Regions from separate parts of the Sus scrofa genome. Here region 1 is linked to region 2. Evidence: chromatin contacts called from public HiChIP or PLAC-seq data. All regions are on one chromosome and are shown on one strand. The core of a region is the stretch at or near the end of the contact, and the rest is flanking DNA. Distances in the headings are between cores, read along the strand shown.

Region 1 (6,748 bases), core at 1,887-4,386, 2.1 Mb before region 2:
ACAGAGAAAATTAAGTGTCCCACCAGATCCCATCCTATAACACCCCAGTTCCCCCAAACAACCTCTCTTATCAATTTCTGTGTATTTTACTTTATTTTATTTTGCTTTTTAGGGCACAGGGAAGTTCCCAGGCTAAGGGGTGAATCCCTGACCTATGCCACAGCCACAGCAAGGCAGTATCTGAGCTTTATCTGTGACCTACACCACACGTCACGGCAACGACGGATCCTTATCCCATTGGGTGAGGCCAGGGATGGACACTAGTCAAGTTCGTTATCATTGAGCCACAATGGGAACTCCCTGTGCATCATTTTAAATGAGATACTCTTCTTATACTCGTGTGTATGTATCTGCAGCTCAGTAAAAGCTTACAGTTAGAAATAACACTGAAAAGTTATACCTCAAATGGTGAGAGCCTTGGGACATTATACATTGAAATTTTACAATAATAAACAAGGGATGCAAACTGCTAGAACAATACTGTCTCCCTGAAATGTGCCACTATCCACACCTCATTTATCACATTTCAGCCTTCCACTAGCACATCCATGGGTCTTAAACATTTCATTCTATAGCAACATCTTCTCTCACAAGCCTCTCTGAATGTGGAAAGCATCACAGATTTAGATCACAAAGGTGAACACTGAAAAAACTCTGGAAAAAGCCAAGTTCTCCTGTAGCCAATCTAAGCTACTTAAAAAGTAAATGGAGTTTTTCTACCAAGATTTAATATTGTCCCCAATTACTGGCTTTTCTGCTTAAGGAAAACAGATCAAAATCTAATTTTTGTCCCTCATTAGACTGTGATATTTTTGGTAATATCTTTTGACAATAAAGAAAGATTTCCCACTTGGAGCTAAAATAATAATTCTAGTTTTGCCACTTAGAATCTACCAGGCAACCAGTACATGAGTCTCTGTGATACAACTAAGAAGACAAAAACCCCTTTCAGAATCATAGATGATCTCATATCTCTACTTTTTTTTAAGCCCAGGGGTTCCCAACCATTGGTAACTTAATTACCAAAAATTTTTTTTTTCAGTATTCAAACAGTACAGTACTCTAAGTTACACTTAATCTTTCCTTTAACTCAACTTTAAAATCTTTAAATACTTTAAAAGTAAATTGTGTATTACTATCTTAAACCATGGACTTAATGTGTACATTTATAAAGACACGTAACAAAAACATGACTCATATAAAAACTCTCAACTGTAAACTACCTCGTTACATCCTACTTGTGGAAAGTGTCCCAATTTGGTGACACAATGATTCAAGCTTGACTTTTTCATTTTCTACATTAGAAGACTGGGATCCGAAGAAATAGTCCAGGAAGTCACAGAAGCAACTTGGATCAAACTGATTGTGGTTGCAAAGATTTACATAATTCCCCAAACACTAAAAAAATGTCAGGTTGTTGATCACGTAATTGTGTGGACCTGGTTCAGGGCTTTTATACAGCTCACCTTGTTTCAGTTCTCTTTTCAAGACACTATACTTAATAAATGGGTATATTAGAAAATAATGGTGTAGTAATCCGGGATTAATTTTAATTTTTAAAGAAAAGTCACTGCAGGGTTTCCCTTGCGGCTCAGCGGTAACAAACCCATGAGGATGCGGGTTCGATCCCTGGCCCCACTGAGTGGGTTAAGGATCTGGTGTTGCGGTGAGCTACAGTGTAGGTCACAGACTCGATTCAGATCCCACGTTGCTGCGGCTCTGGTGTAGGTGCGCAGCTGCAGCACCCATACGACCCCTACCCTGGGAACTTCCACATGCCGCAGGTGTGGCCATAAAAAGGAAAAAAAAAAAAAAAAAAGTCACTGAAAACTTAGAAAACACAAATCAACAAATTTTAAAATAAGGTTATCAGTCCACAGAAAACAAGTTTCAACACAAGAAGGGAGGACAGGAACAGCTAACTTTTAATCGTAAAATGAGGCAGCCCTATCAGACAGGAAGGGATAGACAACACAATTTCCTTTTGGAAAAAAATAGCAAAACCAATTCACAAGTGCTTGAAACCAAAAAGAGGCGGGTCCCACAAATAATTTAATTACATAGGAAGAGACTACCAAGCACAACTAAATCATTTTGATCCTTTCCCGTCCAGTTCCTAGGGAGTTCTCCTTTGGGATCGTATTAGCAATGAAACTGACACGGAAAGAAACGTTTTTCATCTAGAGGATACATTTAAGATTCCTCAATTAAAGTCTCTCAGTGGGGTGAGAGGCCTGTATACAACTGGTTCTGTACTTGAGAACAGAGACCCAAAGCTTTTCTTATCTTCTGTAACTAAGAGGTCACCACCTTTGAAAGGGTTCTCTCCCTGGCTCTTAGGTTGTGGGATGGCAGCCGGAGGTTTTTCTTCCACCAAAGAAAGGGGACTCCTGCAGACGGAGGACCGGCGGTACGGGAATCTGAGCTTTCCTCCAGCTTCTCTGCTGGGAGGAAATGCTAGGAGCATCTCCCGCCAGGCAGCCACACCTGCGGGCAAGGATGCTTACACACCGGCCCCCACCAGGGGCCTCCCGCGGGTGCCTGCGCTTCCAACAAAGCCTTTCATCTCCAACACTTTATCTTCTACGAAGGAAAAACGAAAAGCAAAAACTACTTTTAAAGACGGCAGACGTCGGGTTCAAGGTCATACTGAAAGGTACCAGGGCCTTGGCTGGGAAGAATAAGGAAAATGACCGGCTAAACATCGCGTTAAGTTCTCAGGACGCCCTTAGGGTGTCCCAACCCCCAAACTATTTTCTAGCCGGAAAAGCTACATTTATCGACAAAACGAGACACCCAAAAACGTTTGCAGGAGAGCGCACTGCTCTCCCTTGCCTTTCTCAGGCACCGAAGGGGCGGCAACGCCCTGAGGAGGAGGAAAGGCCAAAGTTCAAGGTCGGGACTCCACCCAGGACGACACCGCGAACCGACCGGGGTACAGCGAGTCCCTCCATCGGCCAGAGGGTCAAGGCCACCGCGCTAGGCCTGGCGGCGGCTAGGACCCCAGGCCCGGGGTAGGGAGGACGTCAGAACTCACCCCTGGGCCCGCTGGAGGGTCCCCGGCGTGGGCCGCCGCCCGCCGGCTCCCAGGGCGCTCGGATGGGCGCTCTCAGAGGCCGTTGGCCGAGCGCACTGAGGCGCCCGGGCAAACCACCGGCCGGAGAGGCCCGCAGCGGGCGGGGAGAGACGCGAGAACGTCCGGGACTGGCCCCTTCCAGGAGCCGTAGCTGAGACAGGTTCGTGGTCATGTGACGCAGGGAAGGGCGGACGTAAAGTTCCCGCGTAGGAGCGCGGGGCAGTGCGACGGCGCTCCGGCGACATCTTTGTTGTGGGCAAAGTGTGCCAACCGCGAGTAGCAGGTGTTCTCTCAGGCTTACATTTGTGAGCGTACGGAATCTTTAAGAATCTCGTGTTTACAAGGTAAAACTTTAGTAGCTCGTTAAATAACTAGTTTTCAGGATTGTTTGTATTAAATGAGGACTGGTCTGAGGCCTAAGAATCTGCGTATTCCGCCAGTTCTGCAAGAGATTCTTAAACACTAAACTCCAATTTTGACGACTTTTCAGGCCCTCTGACTCTGTCTTCCTTAACAGTGATCCTTGCCCTTACTGGCTTCATTGATACTTCAAGGTGAGATTCGCAGAAAATAAGTTAGGTTTCATAGTAGTTAGCAGCCTTATTTAGCTTCCAAGAACTGTCTGCCTATAACCACCTAACTATTGACTTTCGTGGAGGGCGGGGCGCGGTGGGGGTGGGAATCAGTACCTTGCTCATCAATATTGGGACAGAATGAAGCCAGCACAGAAAAGTTTGTATGCTTCGATTTTAACAAACAGACAAACAAAGACGTGTAAGTATGTACTTCTCTAGAGTCTAAAGATATTCCAGAGATGTTAGCATTCTTTAAAATAATTTGGGAGGTCCTCCGAGAATTTTTCATTCTTGGGCCCCTTCTTCACAGTGGGCCCAAGAACAAATTCTTAGTTTCGTTATTAACGTTAATAAATACGATTTATTCTTTTTTGTTTGTTTGTCTTTTTGCCATTTCTTGGGTCGCTCCCGAGGCATATGGAGGTTCCCAGGCTAGGGGTCGAATCGGAGCTGCAGCCGCCAGCCTACGCCAGAGCCACAGCAACGCAGGATCCGAGCTGCGTCTGCAACCTACACCACAGCTCACGGCAATACCAGATCCTTAACCCACTGAGCGAGGCCAGGGACGAACTTGAAACCTCGTGGTCCCTAGTCGGGTTCGTTAACCACTGAGCCACGACGGGAACTCCAATACGATTTATTCTTATCCTTTAAGAATAAATTGATTTTAGGAATGATCAGTCATTCCAAGTTCACCTTCTGGGGGAATTTAGAGACCAAGCTGGATAAGCCATCTATGACCAAAACCTTTAGAAGTGAGAGTTTTCCTGCTCATGTAGTATCTTTCCATTTATTAATTACTTTCAGTTTGCTTTTTATTCCTGTGCTTCCCCAGGGAAGTTGAAATAACTTTCAAATGAAGATTGTGATCCAATTACCGAATCCAAAGTTTCCTCCCTTAATATTGATCACCCTTAATCTTCCTGCATCATTTGATTCTGTTAAATTAATCAAGAATGTAGTACATCAAAGCACCTGACACTGTCTGGTAGTACATTCTCAAATTTTATAAAAAGGCACTTTCTCGCCCTTGCTGGAAACTCTGCTCCCTTGATTTTGTGATAAAGCTTCACGATGGGCTTTTCCTTTTCTTCCATCATTAGTGTAGACATTCCTGTTTATGATTCAATCCACCCTTGACTCCTTTGCACCCATAGTTGCCTCAAATCTTTGGTGGAGAAAGGTGGTATTTAAATCTAAATATATCAACAGGATTGTCTCATCCTGTTGCACTAGTTCTGGCCGTTTCTTCCTAAGCATCCTGTTGGAGCTCTGATACCAACAGGGCTTCCAAACTTCAAAACTTCTCCTCTTCCCAATCCAGATAAGTTCTGAATTTCCTTTTTCAGTTGATGGCAAGATTTTTTTTTTTTCTAGTTACAAGTTACAAAATTCTGAAGTCATCTTTCACAGCCTCCCAAGGCCCCCGCCCCTTAAATTCTCCCACCTCTATGCCAACTGTCCACTTTCTCTCCCTTTTCTGCTCCCACTGGGAAATCACTACCCATAATCTGGGCTGTTACCCTTTTAACTGGCCTCCCCATTCCAATATTTTTCTTTCTCTAATTCTAGATATTGGATCCACAAAGAACCTATTTTTGCAGTTTGTGACAAAGACATCCCAAATTTGAAGCCCCAAATACAAAAACAAATTGATAACTTACTTTTTTTTTAAACAAATTCAAAAGTCCATACAGCAGTACAATAATTTTTAAAAACACTTGAAATTGAAATAGCCTGGAAGGGCAGTAGATTAGATATTGGATCTTCCATGTTCCCGTTTATAGGAACAGTCTACTCTTAAGCTCACAGTCTTCAGTGGATCTCTATACCAACCAATGAGGTACAAGTTCAACTTGGAGTTCATGGCCCTCACCTGCTGCTATGCCACCTTACTCACCACACGTGTGTGTATGATACTTATGCATATATTCCTTATATTCTTGACCATTCATGGGTCTCTGAGATTGTTTCATGCTTTCCTAACTACTTACCTGTATCTATGCTATTTCTGCCACCTAGAAAACCATCCTACTCTCTGATCACCTTCTACTTCTTGAAACCCTAACTGCCCTTAAAGGTCCACTTAAAATGTCCCATCTTTTATGATTTCCTGAGGGCTCCAACTTTTAAATCGCTATTTGTTGGCTCTTAGGGTACTTGTCAATAGTATCATTCTGTTCAATAGTATCATTATCTATATTTTTGCCCTGTTTTCCCCACCAGATTATAAATTCTGTGTTTGAGGCCAAGGTCTGCATCTCATGTCCACATCTTCATGGAGCTAATTATATTGAGCATGTCGTAGTTGTTGGGTATAATGTAAAGAGATCTTTTTCCTTGTTTGAGTGATAAATTGGAATTATAATTCCAGGAGTTCCCTCTGCCATGCAGAGGGTTAAGTTTCCGGCGTTGTCTCTGTGGTGGCACAGGTTCAGTCCCCAGCCCTGTACAGTGGGTGAGGGATCTGGTGTTCAGCAGCTGTAGTGTGACTCGCTGCAGCTTGGATTCAGATTGGATCCCTGGACTGGAAACTTCCTGATGCCTTGGATGTGGTCAGAAAAGTAAAGAAAAAAGAAAAGATAGTTCTAAAAAGGTTTTGAGCAATGTCCGCATATTTAGAAATACTGTACAGCCTCCAAAAACCTAGAGAAGGTCAAATTTATCTGAATGGTTAAATCGAGTCCACTCATTCAAAACCAGTTACTTCTCTTCCTGTGTTTGGTTGTCTCTTAACTTATAGTAGCCCAGCTGGGATTAGGTTGAGGTGAGCTGCATACTCTTAGCACTCCACAAGTGCCCCGTCAGTAGCTGCAAAGAATCCCTTAGAGACTGACCAAGATTTTTCTTTCTACACAGGCTTATAAGTAGGGAGAATGTGTTCAAACACAGCATTCATTCTTCTACTTGTCAGCCGTAAAAATAAGTTTATTAAGATGGATTAGTACATTTTTCAACTTAGTATGTTTTCAAGTTAGGTTTTTTTGGACCCAATTATGAGAATGCATCTAAATATTTATTTGAGCAATGATTTTCTTGGTTATCTTGGAATTATTACCCAGCATTGCTATTCGTCTTTTCCTTTGATTATATCTTT
Region 2 (6,203 bases), core at 3,361-5,860:
CTTTGCTCTATGCTCCCATAGCTTAGGGTGAGATCTTGTCCAGGGTTGATATTCCATAAATATCTGTTGCGAGTGGAGTTATTTCTTTCTGATTAAATGGTTTAGTCCATGCCCAACTTCATAAAACTTGGTTGCAGGCTATGTGTTCTAAATACTAGAAAATACAGAACAGTAAAAGCTTGCAGTTAAGGTCACTGAACAAACTTGTCACTTCATGACTTTTTAACCTTAAAAATTTTGAGTGAATCTGTAGTTAATATCCTTTTCTCATTTCAATGTAATTTATTTTGTAAAATATTTTATTATGTATTTGCCCATGAGTAGGTTATTCTACATTTGATACAAAATTCAGTAAGCACCCTGGATGTATAGCCATACATATGTATATATGTGACACTCCTGTCCCCATCTGTCAAGTTCCCTTTCTCGGAAGGAATAACTGTAATCTGTTTCTTGTACAACCTCCACCAGGATTAATTTTTAGAACATTTTAGAACATTTTCATCATCCCCCAAAAGAAACTCCCCAACCCCCTCCAGCCCTAGGCAACCACGAATCTACGTTCTGTTTTTTGATTTGCGTATTCTGAACATTTCATAGAAAAAGTCCCATAAATATGTGGCTGACTTCTTTCATTTAGCATAATTTTTTCAAGGACCATCCATGTAACACATATCAATACTTCTTTTGTTTTTGTCAAAAATATTCCATTGTCTGGGTATACCACATTTTATTTATCCTTCAACTAGTGGATATTTAGGTTGTTTCCACTTTTTAGTTATTATGAATAAGGCTGCTGTGAACATTCTTATGCAACCCTTTGTGTAAATCTATGTCTTCATTTCTCTGGGAGTGGAATTGCTGGGTGATGCGGTAACTCAATGTTTATCATTTTGAGGAACTGCTAAATTGTTTCCAAAGCAGCTGCTGCCATTTTTATGTCCCACCACCAATGCACAGTTTCCAATTTCTCCACATTTCCCCAACACTTGTTATTTTCCATTTTTTTTTTTTTTTCATTATGGCCCTCCTAGTGGGAGTGGTATCCCATTATGGTATCTCATTGTGACTTTGATTTGCATTTCTTTGATGACTAAGATACTGAGCATTGGCTATTTACATATCTTTGGAGAAATGTATGATCAGATCCTTGCCCATTCTTCCACTGGGTATTTGTCTTTTCATGGTTGTTTGTGTTGCATTGTTTTCTTTGTTTGTTTGCTTTTTTTTTTTTTTTTTTTTTCAGAGCAGCATTAAATTTACAGCAAAATAAATAGGAAGATAAGGAAATCTCCCCCTCCCTCCCTACATGTTACCACCACACCCCATTATCAACATCCCCCACCAGAGAGGTGTATTTGTTACAGTCGATGGAACTACACTGACACAGCATAATCACCCAAGTCCATGGTTTACATTAATTAGGATCTTCTTGGAATTGTCACAGACTTGCCTTTACAAAGCATCTTAGCCAGGTCTCCCCAGGGAATTTCGAGTGGGTGGCCAGCGGAGAGTCGGAGAATCCCAAATAGGAGAACTGAAATGATGTTTCTGCAGCAAAGAATATGTGTATCTATGCAGACGCTCAGCTTTCTGTCCTTAGCGTGCAGAAGGGAGCTTAACTAACTTCCAAGACCACCAAGGGCCAAGGAGGTCCCAGGGTTATTCCATTGTTATCGAGCTGCCCTGAGTGTAAAGGTCACTCACAACTACCCTCCTGCTTCGTGTGACCCATGGAATGACCATCATACAGGCTACAGGTCAGGCAAATAGGCATTGGCATCCTCTCACACCAGTGCTCTGGGTGACCCCCTGAAGCTGGAGAAAGTAAAGTTCCTAGTAATAAAGGAAGTGCGAGCAAGTTTTTGCTACAGTTGAAGAAGGGATTGAATGAGTTACTCAGTGTTTTCAATCGGCTTAGTGCTATACTCGGGACACATTATGAGCACTTTCCAGTTACTACAGCCTTCCCTTCCAGCACCCCTTTCTGCCGTTCCCTGCCTCGGGCACTCTAAGCTCTCTGACTGCACAGCCCATCTAAGCCCTCAGGGAAAATTATCCACAAATCAATGTTTTTGAGCAACTTCTGTGTGCTAGGCAGTGTTCTGAAACCAGGGACAAATCCTAGATCCTAGATACCTGTGCTTGGGATGCTCGTGTTCATTCAAAAGTGCTTTGGGGAGTATATGCATTTGAAAGCATCCCCACAGGACACACCTGTTAGAGGAGGGTGTGGTTGGAGGGAGTTACTACTTCTAAGATCTTCATGTGTCACCACAGGGCAACCACCTACTTTGCTTACCCTTAAAGGTGACCTTGTTCACACACTGGGCACCCACGTGACAGCATATAATGCAAGACACAGTGGTTTGTTATGAAGGGTACTAGAGAGCGAGCCGGTGTTTCATATGGCACTTCCCAAATCTTCCAGAGCTTCTGCTCATCACAGTTTCTAGAATGTGCTGCAACGATGTCCAATCAGTACCTCTGGCTGATTGAATTCCAGATACCTGAGAGCTGACTCAAGTACATTTATCAGCCACTTAAGAATTTTTTATACCCAAATGCAACCTTGTGTTACAACCACATATTGGCTTGGGGAAAATGTCAGGGTAACTGATCTGTAAAAAGCTGTTAAGAAAAACCTGGAGTAATATTCCATATTACATATGTACCATGTCTTCTTTATCCATTCCTCTGTCACTGCACATGTAGGTTGCTTCCATGTCATTGCTATTGTAAATAGTGTTGCCATGAATATTGGAGTGCATGTTATCTTTTCAAATTATGGTTTTCACTGGATAGATGCCTAGGAGTGGGATTATTAGATAATATAGTAATTCTACTTCTATTGTTTTGAGGAATCTCCATACTGTTTTCCATAGTGGTTGTACCAATTTACATTCCTACCAACAGTGTAAGAGTGTTCCCCTTTCTCCACACCTTCTCCAGCATTTATTGTTTGGAGACTTTTGATGATGGCCATTCTGGTTGGTGTGAAGTGGAATATTACTCAGCCATAAAAAAGGATGAAATAATGCCATTTGCAGCAACATGGGTGGACCTAGAGATTATGGTACTAAGTGAAGTTAGTCAGACAGTGATAAAAAAACATCATGTGATATCATCTATATGTAGGATCTAAAAAAAAAAAAGGATACAAATGAACTTATTTTGCAGAAAAGAAACAGACTTCAAGGACTTTGAAAAATTTATGGTTACCCAAGGCTACAGGTCCAGGAGAGGGATGGTCTGGGGGTTTAGGATTAGCATATACACACTGTGGTATATGGAATGACTGGCCAAGAGGGATCTGCTGTATAGCATAGGGAATGCTACCTAATATCCTGTGGTAACCTACACAGAAAAAGAATCTGGAAAAGAATGGATGTGTGTACATGTATAACTGAATCACTCTGTTGTACAGCAGAAATTTTTGCAACATCGTAAATCAACTATACTTCAATAAACTTTTTTGCAATCACCACATATGGAAGTTCCCAGGCTATGTGTTGAATTGGAGCTGCAGCTGCCAGCCTACTTGGCAGCACATGGAAACCCAGGATCCTCAACCCATTGATAGAGGCCAGAGATGGAACCTGCATCCTCATGGATACTAGTCAAGTTCTTAAGGAAGCTCCAACTATACTTCAATCAAACTTTATAAAATGGACAAAAAGGGAAAGCTAGAATCTTAGAGTGATATAGAGTGACTGGATCTCTTCAGACTGGTATTCTAGGGTGCAGGACTGCCTCCACCCCCACCCCACGTGGAGGTGGAGAACCACCTGGGGATGTGCTGAGGATGAGAACTCTTAGGAGACTTTAATCTGATAGCTGGGGACAATGTGCAAGCCAGATGGATGTGTGGCAAGAGTGGGGGCAGAAAAACAACACAAGTATTAGGCCACCCCCGTACCTGACCCACACTACCTAGTAACACCAGTCAGTTCTAGCCAACTCTCCGTAAGTGATACCACCCCCTCCCCACCTTCTTACATCACATTACCCTGATTTATTCGCTCCTAGCTTGTGTTAACTGAAGCTCCCCTTTTCACATACTAGTCTTCTTGAACTCGGTTATTTGCTGCCTCCCACCCTCAACCCCCAAACCTTATCAGCCCCTCACAGCCTTAGGATCCAGCGGGTAAATTCCCCTCTAATCCCAGTTTCCAGAACAACGTGAACTGACACACAGTAGGCGTTTAATGAATACTAGTTGAAGGCATCTTATGAACTTGGAATCTTATTTCAAGGCCTTACGCAAGGACTTTGGGCAAAGAGGACCTCGAAAACCTGGTTCGGGCCACACTGCGGAGATCCCAGCCACCAGTCTCTAACCGGGTTCTAAGGATGGAAGGGCAAAGTGAGCTAGGCCCGCGCCCATTCTCCAGCCCCGGAAAGTCGGGGCCAAACAAGCGACCGCCGCCAGAGCGCCAGCCCTGCGAGGAGCCTCCAAACGGGCACGAGGACCGTGGGCAGGCCCCGCCCGGAGCCTCGCGGCGGCCGCCCCGCGCCCTCCCCCGCTGCCTGCCGGTCCCCGGGGCGACGGGGACGGCCCCGGGCGGCCAGCTGAGCCCGGGGGCGGCGCAGGCTGGAGCCGCCCCACGCGCGTCCCGCGGCCCCAGCTCCAAAGGCGCCGCTGCCGGGCCGGGGCCGCTCGCCGAGTTGGCCGCGCGCGCCCGGGGGAGCGCAGAGTTTGGAAAGTCGTCGCGAAGCTTCGGCGGAGAGCAGGGGGTGGGGGAGTGGGGGTGCAAGAGAGAAAAACCCGCCTCTTGCGAGTAGAGCGAGGAAGAGGGGGGGAAAGGCTCCGAGTTCCGCTTCCTGAACGGCGGGTGGGTAGAGGAGGTCGGCGCGGGGAAGACCGGCGGGACGCGCGCTCCGGGCCCGCGGCGGGCGATGGCCAGCGAGCGGACCCGCAGGTTCACCCGGAGCCTACTACGACCCGGGCAGGCGGCCGAGCTCCGGCACAGCGCCGCGTCTGCCGCCGCGGTGGCCGTCAGCAGCCGGCAGCAGCAGCGGGTGAGTGCGGCGCGTCGTCCGCGCCTCCCCGGGCGGCCGGGGGCCCCGGCCCGGCCTCCCCGAACCCCCGGTGCAGCGGCCCTTGCGCCCCACCCCCGCTCCCCTCCCCCGCAGCCCTCCCGCGCCGCCTCGCCGGGCGCCCCGGAGCCACCTCCGCGAGGCAGCGCCACCGACGCGTAAGGACCCGGGTCGCGTTTGGGGACTGGGGACACTCAGACGGGAGCAGCTGTGCGGGCAGCAGAAGCGCAATGTGGGAGAAGATGTGTCTGGGTTTGGGGAGGTGAAGAGGTGACGGGAACACCTCGCGAGTCACATGGGCGCTAGGTGGTAGGTGCCAGAGACTCGAGGGGTGGGGGGACGTGGGCATAGCGGAACACCTCGGTCCGCAGGTCTGCGCTCCCCGTCATTCCTGGCCACTAGTGCGCAGGAGGAGAGGATGTGATCCGGGATCCTCTCCAGAGGCAAGGCTGCGAACCCCACCTGAGTGCTGTCGCGGAAATAAATGCTCTTCTCACTCCCCTTCCTCCACGGGGTAAAAACCCACAAACCGCTTTAGAGGACTCCAGAAAGGGCTGAGGAACCAGGCTGGGGGAGACGTGGGTCATTAAGCATCCAGTGGTTTCTTGTATTTTTCTAAGATGTTCACGGGGTTCTCCCGCCAAGATTGCTTTACTGGTTACTTCCTTATTGAAACGCCTTCTAAGAGAGCTGGGTGATTTCCGCGGGAAATCCCTGGGGCAGCAGCCAGCCCATCTCATCTGATGCCCAAATCATATCCATACCTCCCAGAGGTTCCTAACTTCCAGTAGGTGTCACACTCCAGGGTGGAAGTATCGGAAGGAAAAAAAAAAAAAAAAGATCTACTTTGATGGGAAAAGGAAGCTAGTGGGAACAGCCTTAAAGCAAGACGTGGGTTCAGCAGCCGCACTCTTGGCCTGCCTTTGCTGGACCGGAATCCCACATTGTGGGTTTCATTTTTCTTTTCGCCAGGAAATATCGTTAGGAATTAAACGGCTTCTTTTAAGAGTGTCAAAGAAAGTGCTACTCTTGCCAGTCACCCATCAGAAGGGAGCCAAGAGCTGCCCAGAGCCAGTTCCCACAGCCAGGACTTTTCTTTAAAGCCAGAGGTCAGAAAGTTGAACAGAACGGAAGCTAATTGCCTGGCAGAGGAAAGAGGCATC

What was found. HiChIP or PLAC-seq counts read pairs in DNA pulled down with a chosen protein or histone mark.
Region 1: an H3K27ac HiChIP or PLAC-seq map of alveolar macrophages shows a contact between it and region 2, with 11 times the contacts expected there. The contact joins the promoter of MFF here to the promoter of DOCK10 in region 2.

What each region holds. Positions count from the first base shown.
Region 1 is chr15:128,764,829-128,771,576 of Sscrofa11.1, reverse strand. MFF (mitochondrial fission factor) reads right to left here and starts at 3,136. Exons shown (of 8, transcript NM_001244126.1): 1 at 3,038-3,136.
Region 2 is chr15:126,710,162-126,716,364 of Sscrofa11.1, reverse strand. DOCK10 (dedicator of cytokinesis protein 10) reads left to right here and starts at 4,610. Exons shown (of 56, transcript XM_021074807.1): 1 at 4,610-5,022. The coding sequence starts at 4,900.